Linked DNA regions of Zea mays: regions 1 and 3 are each linked to region 2. The links are chromatin contacts, called in public Hi-C maps. All regions are on one chromosome and are shown on one strand. The core of a region is the stretch at or near the end of the contact, and the rest is flanking DNA. Distances in the headings are between cores, read along the strand shown.

Region 1 (3,714 bases), core at 565-3,064, 530 kb before region 2:
TGATCTCTAACCCTAGGATAGGGCACTTACTCAAGGATTTGAAGCATGTGGGTGTGTGAGATGAGAATTAGAGTATGATCTCAAAGGTTAGTAGAGATGTTCAAGGAAGACTAAACTTGGAAAGTTTGAGTGCCACTTAAACCCTAGAACACTCCAAACCCTAACTAAAACCCTAGAAACCCTAATTAGTGCCCTACAAGTTGATTTCAATTTCTATGCACTTTTGGACCAAAGTGCATATATCAAAGTGGTAGGGTAACAAAAACTAACAACTTTTACATTTGGAGATTTCCATGTTTTGTGGAGTAATTTGGGTTAAATTGCAAAAAGGTCAAAGAGCACCCAAATGCTTAACTCTAAAAAATAGTGATATTGGGCTGACATTAAGCCCCTGTATCTCTTGATCTATGAAGATTTTGTTAGGAGTTACTACAACAAAATTGTAGAGCTACTATAGTAGTCCAATTTTGATTGAGTGATCTAGCCCAAGAATGGTGCAGAAATTTGAGCCAAATGGACTAGAAGATGGGCTGTCAGTCGAGTATCAGTCTGAAATCAGACTAGCAGTTGCATTGGATCAACTTTAGAACTGAGTAGTGCTCGATCCAGTGGATGTTTGACCAAGATCTCTGTAACTAAATTAAATCTGGTTTATAGGGCAACAACTTTGATGTAGTCGGATTAGCAGTTTGTCACATAAAAATTTGAGAACAAGCTCCTCAAATCGCTCGGTCAGGCGCACTGAAGAAGATCGCTATGGTACAGTAGCTGAAAAGATCTCTAGTGGCGTGAACCCAACACCGGTGATCTTCCGCCGCAATTCGTGCTCGCCTGGGAGATTCGTGCCTGTGGAGAGTGGATAACCTTGGGCAGATTCACTGCTCTACGGATTGAGCTGGGGAGGGGTAAAAATCTGATCGGCGCACAACACTCACTTGAGTGCTCCATGTCGCGGTGTCACGGGCGGCCAAGCTCTCCCTCACCGTGTCTCTCTTATACGTGGTGTCCATGCACTTGTATAATACTCCTGTGACCGTAGGTAGCCAGCCGTGTCATCGCGTCGTCGTGTGCCACGACGCCGGGCCATAGTGGAAGAAAGCTGATTGCCGCTGTAACGTTCTCATCCCAAATTCATGAAGCATACAAGTGAATACTATAAATTGAGTGCCCTCCCTGCTCCGCTATCTCGTTACGAACCCAATGCACCACTCCTCGCTCCCGATCGTCCACCATAGCTCGCAAATTCCCGTTTTCCCCCAAATCAGCCAACAACACCGCCGTGAGGCATCTCACTGTGGCCAGCCGATCTCAGGTCCGTTTGTGTCCCTCTTATCCATGTTTCTGCCTCCTCTGACGCTAGTGAAGCTCTCCGTCTCGGCCGATTGAACGCTACCGCACCGTAGCATAGGGAATGTCGCATTAATGTCCAGGAACGCCGCCGCGGACATAGCTCACGTCGACCGACCGTTCCTGGTAATCTCTATCCAAAATTGCGTGAGCACCATAGCCCTAGTAGGTCACTAGTTGGTGCTGCATCCTTGAATTAAGCTAGACCGGTTTGGGTAGGCCAGTACCAGCATGTCAACGATCCAGTTCTGCCATTGCCGCAGACAACTAGGTGTTAGCGACGCTCGGGTCAAATTGAGCGCATAAATATGTTCGGGTCGCATCCATGGGGGTGTCCGAGCGCTCGCCACCACAAGAATGGGTCACCACCGGCGAGAACAGGCGATTCCGTCTGGGTATTCGCGTGTTCTATGACCAGGGTCCTGAATCGTGAAGAAACAGAAATAGGAGGGCCTATCTGCGATTGTCAGTGAGAAATCGGAATAGTGTTCAGGGGCTCTTTACCGGTTATTCATTTGGCCAGGTACCTTTGCGCAAAACCAATCCCGCGGGTGTGTTTCCCTGTTCGCGGGCCGACTCGGGCTAATTTGAGCCCATCACTACTCATTCTTTTTCCTTTTCTTTTTACTGCCAGATTAGGAAATTTGTAGAAAATAGTAGAAAATTGGTAAAATCATGAGACCAATTTTGCTAGACTCTTAAAATCACATAGTATTTAAGAAAAATAGTTCCAATATTTTTATCCCAAACCTGGAAATATTTAACATTTAAAGATGTTCAAACCAAGCCTTTTAGAATTTTATAAATAATTTAGTAACTCCAAAAATTGTGAAATTTTTTGCGTAGGCTTAGTATGATAATTGATGATCTTGGATGAAGTTTGAAATGTTTTGGACATTGTTTGGTCAAAAACCCAATTACTAACCTCCTAGGGTTAAGTTACTTAATACTAATAGAATGATAGGTTAGGAAACCCTAGTGATTAGCTTGTACCGTGAAGGAAAGTTGTATTCAAGATACAACTTAGAAGATACAACTTAGTATGTTTCTATTGTGCAACTGCATATTCATGACATCGCATAAATATTCATGTACATGTATTGTCATGTATAGAACACGAGGAAGAAACCATGGTAGAAAAAGAAGTTGTCTCCCAAGCTGAAAATCCTCCAGCCGAGAACAACTTTTACTTCGACATCTACAGAGTGGACCCTGAACCTCCTGCAACACAAGGCAAGCCCCGGTGCATTATCCCTTTCCTTGCTGCTTTAAAACGTTATCACCTTATTTGATGCATTAGGTGATAGGAGTTGTGTGTCAAACAATTGATGTATTTCTTTCCATAGAAAATTGATTACCATTCCTTGATTCCCTTTTATGAAAATGATTTTTATGATGCTTAGTCTTGCTTTAGAAAAACAAATGTTTTGTTTTAAGGCAAAAGGTGATGCTTCACCCTGGATGGGAATTTTTACAAAGAAAATACTTGTGATGAGGAATCCATCATGGCCGTGATGGTTTCAACAACAGAAAAGAAGTACCTCTGTCAGGTACCAAACTTTGGGATCTTAAATGATAAAAACGAGACCGGGCTGTGACTTGCACAAGAAGGAAGTCTCGGTGTAGTGTCTCCGTCTAAGTCGTTTAAGGATCGAGCCAATGTAGGCTTGATGATCGAGGACCTTTTAACTGGCCATATGCCTCATCATTAGTAAGCTTTGCCTCGGTCGGACCAATACCAGAAAGGCTACCACACAATGGGAGTGGAGAGATGGCGAGAGTAGCGTGTACCCTTCGTGGCAAGAGGCTGGACGGTGGAGTATATGTGCTCTCAGTTGGCGTGAACCCATTCTGGTCTTGAGAAACCTGGTGGCGAGTTGACATATGCAAGGGTTAAGTAAGTGCTACATATGTCGTGTGGTTGGAGATCGTCGTTACTTCTCGGACATGAAGACTTGGTCACTGACCTACATGTAGCAAACAAGTGAACTGAAGGGGTGATAAAAGAAGGCTAGTATAGGCCAAGTGTTTGATCTAGGATAGAAAGGACTCTAGATGCAGGTAACTACTTAACTTGATAATTAAAAATGGATTTTTAAGGATCCACGGATAGTAAGCTTTTCTGCAAAAAGAGTCTTTGAATCTTGAAAGGCTTTACCTTGATTCCCAAAAGCCAGCATATCCTTGAGAGTCTTTTCCTTTGACGGGTAAGACTTGCAAAAGTACACTCCGTACTCAGGGTTTTTGAACCCATGTTGTTGTAGGTGATGAAACGACGGAGTTCTGCTGTTTCTGTTCCAAGGTGGTTCCCAAGCAGGAGGATGAACACTAAGCCTTATTTGGGGAGAGTGTTTTGCCTCCTAGTGA
Region 2 (3,721 bases), core at 324-2,823:
TTTCATGGAAAAGGACCAATGAAGCAATTCTCCTATATGTTTGGTTTGCGTTCAATAAAAAGGAAAGAAAAACTAGCCTTTACAATATTTACATGTTAATCTAGTAGACAAATTAATTCTTGGGAGGGATTCGTGGATCGAGATTCAACAGATTTGTAGTGGTATCCGTCCAGTTTTTAACCCCGCCCACCAGCACCCCTAAGAAAATGTCAGAACCAAATGAAAAGCCAAATAAAAAATCTGCTAAGACAAGACCATTAAAATCAATGGGGCCTGGGTTTAAGTTTAGTAAATCATAGTCACAACTCACAACTCACAACCTTGTTGGTTTCTGAAGATTTCCATTCACGCCAAAGCAATGAATGGAACTGATTTAGCACACATGTAAAACATATGGCCTTTAGAACATCTCTTAAGCGGTGATGAAAACCTAGTTGAGATGGATATGTGCCTTCATACTCCAGGCTGCAAGTTTGGTTGACGTTAAAAACCAAAAGAGAGGATTATGCCACAAGACACAAAAGTTCCTAGATGGCAGTTAGTTACGAACGTATACAGATGGCATGCAGAATGCCCGAATATGTCCAAAACAACTTAACATATTTAATGGACTAGAGATCAGTAGTCTTTCCATTCATTTCATCGTGGATTGGAAGCATGATCCACGGGGCTCCCAACTGATCTCAGCCTAAACATGTCCAAACTGACTAAGCACAGTATTTGATAGTCTGGGATCAGCATGATTCTGCTATTCCAATGACAGTAGAAGACGATCCATGGGCTCACAACTGATGTCAACCCAGGGAACTATAACGAATTTCACAGAGCCATTATGGGTAAGGTCAAGCAGACAAGCACCACTAAACCTGACTACCCCATTGACAATGCAGCAAATTCACATAGAACATACTACTTGTTACAGATCAAACAACATCTCCGAGCATGCACTTCCTAGCAGTAATAGCTGCATCATCATATCTCTAGCATATATTATTACCCAAGAAACGATCAGATATGAAGTGGATCACCCCCAATTTGACCTATGCCGATTTAGCCATTCATAAGGATTAACGATACAGTGAGTACCTCACTCTCTCTAAATCAGCTCAAATCTCGCTGAAACTTGCAAAGCTACACTACGATGTGACTACATGAGCTAAATTCTACCAGAAACAAAACCAAGATCCATGCTGTCCCAACGAAATGGATATAGTGCACTCCAGATCCATACCTGAAATGATCTCTTCAGCGGGGCCTCCACTGCAAAGATCCAGACCAAGAATAGCGAAGTCAGAAAGACAGGACACCGCAACAACCGCAAAGAAGCCCCGAGAAATGGCGCGAAGCTTCACTAAAGCAAGAAAGCACGCACCTTGCTCCATGAGGAGGCTGAGCTGCTTGACGGCGTCCTCAGAATCGGCCCCCATTGCCGCTGGAAGAGACGATCCCGAGCACAGATTCGGCAGTCCCGGTGCGGAACTGGAGGCGCGAAGCGAGGTAGATTCAGTCGGCGATCTTAGGAAGGCCACCTGAGGTGTATTTGTTCTCTTGTGGTGTGCCGTGTGCTCTGCTCCCTTGCGCCTGCGCGCCTTTGCTTCCACGGTCTTCCTTCCGTTCCGTTCGCTAATCGCGCAAGCGTCTCAGTCTGTACGACAGTTTGCTCGGACCTCGGCGGCAGACAGAAGGGGAACCGCATCACGCCGTACAAGTACAATTCACACTGCTCCACTTTTTACCGCCCACCCGAAAATGAAAATATCTTTTCTTTTTTATAATATGTAAACGATATGAGAAAAACAGTGTCCATATAAAAGATATAAGGAATATTTATTTTTTGCCAGAATATTCCTCTAACCGTTTGGATCTTAGAATTGAATTTCTTTCTAATAAACCTAATTCAAACATATATCAATTAAGCTAATATGATTTTATATAGAATTTATTTATATATTGTTGTTGTCATATATGGAAGATATGTATATGTTATATCTCTACTATAGAAGAGTGAGAAGAAGAACGTGTTATAAGTTATAAGTAGAAAAATGAACTAGTGATATATAAAATTAATTTCCACACTTTATCCTATAAATTTAAGATATATTTATATCTAAACTTTGTACAGAATTAAATTTTAAAACAAATAACATACTCTATTAAGTAAATTTTAATTTCTTCAAAATAAAGAGCGGCCCCATATAATATGTTTAATATTGTAGAAATCAATATTGTAAGAAAATACTTTTGAAAATAAATCTCATAATATTTTTTTTGTTAGAACAGCCCATATATAATGCTTATATTAGGTTCTGTTTGTATTTTCTGGAAAGTCAAAATTCTCAGAAGGGGCTGAATTTAGAGTTTTCCGTAGTTTCCAAACCGACTAAACTAATTATGTTAAAGTGTATAATGAACTCTTATCATTGTGTTTCTTGTGTGAGTCGAAAAACATATATAGAACGTTTGATTTGGAATTCATGTGAACAAATGCAACTTTCGGAAAATTATCCAATAAAAATCGACTAATTTACGCAGAGGGCTAGAGTGTCAGAGAATTAGGCATCATTAGTTTTAATGTAATCCAGAAAATCAATGTGATGTATGTGACGATATATTTACTTCACAAAATCACTTGGAATATATTAAGGTGTAAACATCAACCTTCCTTACAGTAAGGAAAGATGTGCATCTGAAATGATCCTTATTCCTCTCAGTATACCATTAGCTTGTTTCACCATTCTAATTCACGGGATCTCGATCACATAGAACATGTTACCATTATGATAAACTTTAGGTGGGTCTCAGAGCCATCTCACTTGATGCACTATCTATCACACTACGTGATAGCCCCTTAGTAAATTGATCTGCCAGATATTTAGCCGTATGGAGATAGTCCAACGCTATTACTCTAGAGTTTCTCAATTTCCTAACAGATTTCAAACGCCTCTTTCGACTTCATATTATTCTTAGAACTATTTATCTTAATTATCACAATCTGATTATTATAGTTCATAAAAAATAGCCGGCACAGGTTTTTCAACCACTGGTAAATCCATAAAGAGTTCACGAAGCCACTCAGCCTCAACTGAAGCAGTATCTAATGTTGTGAGTTCTGCTTCCATAGTTGACCTCGTTAAGATGGTCAGCTTGCAAGACTTTCATAAAACAACGCCACCTCCAAGTGAAAACACATATCCACTTGTGGCATATATCTCATCAGCATCAGATATCCAATTCGCATCACAATAACCCTCTAGTACTGTTGGGTACCCGGTATAATGGATGCCTAAACTCATAGTACCTTTTAGATAGCGCAAAACTCTCTCAAGAGCACGTCAGTGATCATCTCCCGGATTTGAAACAAACCGGCTAAGTTTGTTCACAGCAAACGAGATGTCAGGCCTTGTAGCGCTAGCTAAGTACATGAGTGAACCAATTATTTGGTAATATCTCAATTGATCCCTAAACATCCTTTGTTTTTTCTTCGATAGCTTACTAGGATCATAAGATGTTGGAGCAGGTTCACATTCACTATAACCAAAGCGACTCAAAACATTTTCCACATAATGGGATTGCACAAGTGTGATCCTACCATTGCCTTCTCTTAGTAGCTTAATATTAAGAATAACATTAGCTTCTCCCAAATCTTTCATTTCAAAATTATTAGACAAAAAGTCTTTTGTCTCTTTAATCACATCAAGACTCGTCCCCAAGATTAGAATAT
Region 3 (3,813 bases), core at 1,084-3,583, 610 kb before region 2:
CATACGCAATCTCGATTTGGGTTTTGTCAAATAGTACAATTTAGTTAGAAACTTGTCCTCGAATTGAATCAACCCATACCGTAGGTGGCAATGGTTCTAGAATAGTTTCTCAACCCAAATTCAACTACAAAACCCTTCTCCAACTTGGAAGGCAAAGATCAAATAAAATACTCAATCAAAAGAGTAATGAAGCGAGAATTCAACTCAAGAACCACAATGATGGAGCTGGAACCTTGAGCAGACCTAAAAACCCCTCAGATACCCCAAGTACAACTACACATTAAAAATTCAAACCGAAGCTGATATGAGAAGAAGCAGTAATTAGAAAATAACTTTATAAAGATTTAGCATTGAATAGAAGTGCATAGAAAATAAGCATCCATGTGTCCAAATCATGAGGTGGTTTCTATTTGTTTTGTAACTCTAACCTACTTTAATACATTAACTTATTTAGGATAAAAGGATTTATCATCATCAATATAATTATTTCTAACTTATTTGATTTCTTGGAAAAAGTTATCCCTAGGGTGTTTGGTTCCCACCTCCTAAACTAAAGTTTAGTACTTTTAGTCGCTAAACTGGCAAACAATATGACTAAATGAGACTTTACAAATAGAAATTCTATGGACTAAAGTTTAGTACCTAAAATTTAGAAGGCTGACTAAGGGAACCAAACACCCTCATAATGCATGCACTAGTACAATGCATGCACCTTGCAACGACACCAATCATATTTGGCGATATATTGCAATGGTTATATTGCAATGGTTGTACAACACATGAGGGCACAATGGCAACACACTGTGATGGACCCTCTCTATAAAAAAATTTAAAACTAAAGTGGACCCTCCCTACAAAAAATAAGTTTAAAATTAAAGTGGACATATGACTCACATACTAGATATTAAATATTGTACTTTATCTTAGCTAAAAGTCCGAGAAAGATATTAGTTGAATATCTGACATGCCCCTTTTTTATAGCTAACTCGGTCGCTTATCCTTCTTCAGCTAGTAAGGTGGTACTACCCGAGAGCATTGTGCTACGTGTGGCTTCATGTCGTGTTGTGCTTGGACGATTTCTCATGGCCTTATGACAACACACGATGAGCGTGGATCCCAGGTTAGATTAAAAAGAAGTATAATGACTTTTTTTGCAAAAGGGGTGACAGTGGAAACCAGGTTTATAGCTAACTCGATCGTTCGTCCTACTTCATCTAGCGAGGTGGACATATGATACTATTCAGGAGTGCTGCGCTCCGTGCAGTTTTGCGTTATGTTGGGTTTTGTGTTTTCTCTTGTTTTATCTAGGAGGTAACGACACACGATGACAGTGGACCGCGAGTTAGATTAGAAAAAAAACATAAATATTTTTTAAAGGGACGACAATGAAAACTAGGAAAACTGATACTTTATAGGAGTAAAGATAGAGAAGAGAAGAAAAGAGATGTAGTCTTGATTAGTGTTTAGACTGTCTCGAGCAGATTACTTATCATATCTTCTATTATATCTCTCATTTTAAAATTTACTCTATAAATAATGTAATATATAGTGTAAAATAATGCTTTGTATGATCCAATGAAGACATCCTGTACATCTGTATCTAGTAAGGGATGAAAACAATCGGAAACAATATTTATTCGGTAATCAGTTTTTTGGTCGTTTTTCTTTGATTGCAAATAAATAGGATATAAAATCTACCATATAAATGTGTATTCTTATTTTTAACATTGAGATTGTAAAGATTTATAAAAGGTAAACCTTAAATTCATCTTATATCTTCTCAAATGATAGGTATAAATAAAATTTGGTATGGATTTAAAAACAAATTCGACAAATTTTTTATATTTTTATTGTAGGAAGTAAATAACACATAAAACAATTTATACAATATTTTATTCTTATTTATAATAATGAGCTTGATAGTATAATAAAAATCAACATAAAATTTTATGAATATTTATTTTAAAATATTAAATTTATCTAGCGGTTCTATTACCACTTTCATCTGCTTCCATCCAAACGACCCCGCTCTACGCCGTACGGCCGTACCTGTCCAGCGCGGAGGTTCAATGAATCCAGCTCGCCGCGTGCGGTGCAATGCAACTTGGCGCCACGGGTGTCGAGGGGCACGCGACGCCGAGGCCCCCGCCACGTCCCTTGGGCGCACCAAGGGACAAGGGTGCGCGCTCTCCTTTCCCCGATCCGGATTCATCCGCTCCGCCAGGCCGCGGCCACAGTGCCACACGCAAGCGGGCCAAGCTGCCAACCACCCTTTTCTCTCTCTACCCCCTATATTCCTCTCCCATCTCTTCGCCGTCTTCTTTTCCTCCCCTAGGTCGGTCTCCTCCCCTCTCCCCACCGAGGTTCCCCCTCCTTCCTTCGCTTCCTTTTTTCCCTGTCGCCGGCGGCGACAGGGTTCCGTTTTCCTTGCTCCGGCGGGCTGTAAATGCTTCCGGCCCTCTTCGGTGCCTCAGATCCGGTGGTGCTCGTTCTTCTGGTCTTGATTCGAGTGGGAGGGGAAGGGGTCGCTTCGGTGTTGGGTGACTCGGAGACATGCCTGCGCTCTACGCTTACGGAGGTGAGGGCGAAAAACATCCTCTTTATTCTTCTTTTCTTAGGAGCTCTGTCGATCGATTTGAGATTTTACGCTGGGAGGGAGGGATTACGTGTGGCATCCCGTTCTGATGGTTAATTGGTTGCTTCTTGGATGGACCAGATGACGGGTGCCTCGTCTCGGCGCCGGCTGAGCTGGCCGGACTCTTCTGCCGCGGCGCCGTGCAGCAGCGGAAGCGCACGCTAGTGGCCGCGTCCGCTGTGGCCGCCGCGGCCGCGGAGTGCGTGAGGGCGGCCAAGAAGCAGAGGCAGCTTCCGTCGCTCGACGCGCTCCCGGACGAGTGCCTCTTCGAGATCCTGCGCCGCGTGCCCGGCCGTCGCGGCGCCGCTGCCTGCGTCTCCCGCCGCTGGCTCGCGCTCCTCGGCAGCATCCGGGTCTCCGAGTTCGGCCAGGCCGCCGCGGCGGCGGACACCCCGTCGCTGCCGGACCTGAACGAGGAGTTCGTCATGGAGGAGGATAAGGAGGAGGTCCCCGCGGATCGGTGCGTTGACAGGGTCCTCGAGGGCAAGGAGGCCACCGACGTCCGCCTGGCCGCCATGGCCGTCGTCGCCGGATCCTGTGGCGGGCTGGAGAAGCTCTCCGTCCGTGGAAGCCACCCGGCCCGTGGCGTCACAGACCAAGGACTCTCGGCGGTTGCACGCGGCAGCCCCAACCTCAGCTCGCTCGCGCTCTGGGACGTGCCTCTTATCACCGACGCTGGACTTGTGGAGATCGCCGCCGGGTGCCCCTTGCTGGAGCGTCTGGATATTTCTCGATGCCCCCTCATCACAGACAAGGGCCTCGCCGCTTTTGCGCAGGGGTGCCCCGACTTGGTGTCTCTGACCATCGAGGCATGCTCTAGTGTTGGCGATGAGGGCTTGAGGGCAATTGGCCGCAGCTGCATGAAACTGCAAGCTGTGAACATCAAGAACTGTCCTCTTGTTGGTGACCAAGGCATCTCCAGCCTGGTGTGCTCTGCCACTGCTTCGCTTGCTAAGATCCGGCTCCAGGGACTGAACATAACTGATGCTTCACTTGCTGTGATTGGATACTACGGGAAGGCCATCACTGACCTTTCACTTACTCGTCTTGCTACTGTTGGTGAGAGGGGTTTCTGGGTGATGGCTAATGCTGCTGGCCTGCAGAATCTCAGGTGCATGAGTGTTACCTCTTGCCCTGGAGTCACTGATCTTGCGCTCGCTTCTATTGCCAAGTTCTGC

What was found. A called contact is a pair of places that touch in the nucleus more often than the background predicts.
Region 1: a Hi-C map of bundle sheath shows a contact between it and region 2, with 2.3 times the contacts expected there. The contact joins the enhancer-like site here to the promoter of LOC100191363 in region 2. A contact is called at or near these places in 5 of 25 Hi-C or Micro-C datasets (bundle sheath, ear, leaf and 1 more).
Region 3: a Hi-C map of leaf shows a contact between it and region 2, with 2.7 times the contacts expected there. The contact joins the promoter of LOC100194025 here to the promoter of LOC100191363 in region 2. A contact is called at or near these places in 4 of 25 Hi-C or Micro-C datasets (bundle sheath, endosperm and leaf).

What each region holds. Positions count from the first base shown.
Region 1 is chr5:118,219,812-118,223,525 of Zm-B73-REFERENCE-NAM-5.0, forward strand. No RefSeq gene overlaps it. Among protein-coding and RNA genes, the nearest start is that of LOC109939524, 63 kb to the right of the region's middle. Within about 2 kb of position 1,815, at least 19 of the 20 cell types and tissues checked have an H3K27ac peak or open chromatin away from gene starts, as enhancers often do. A contact at or near this core is called in bundle sheath, ear, leaf and 1 more, where this site is marked.
Region 2 is chr5:118,747,996-118,751,716 of Zm-B73-REFERENCE-NAM-5.0, forward strand. LOC100191363 (Sec14p-like phosphatidylinositol transfer family protein) reads right to left here and starts at 1,574. Exons shown (of 11, transcript NM_001136797.1): 1 at 1,373-1,574; 2 at 1,232-1,260. The coding sequence starts at 1,427.
Region 3 is chr5:118,134,053-118,137,865 of Zm-B73-REFERENCE-NAM-5.0, forward strand. LOC100194025 (F-box family member) reads left to right here and starts at 2,334. Exons shown (of 2, transcript NM_001139088.2): 1 at 2,334-2,578; 2 at 2,717-3,813. The coding sequence starts at 2,554.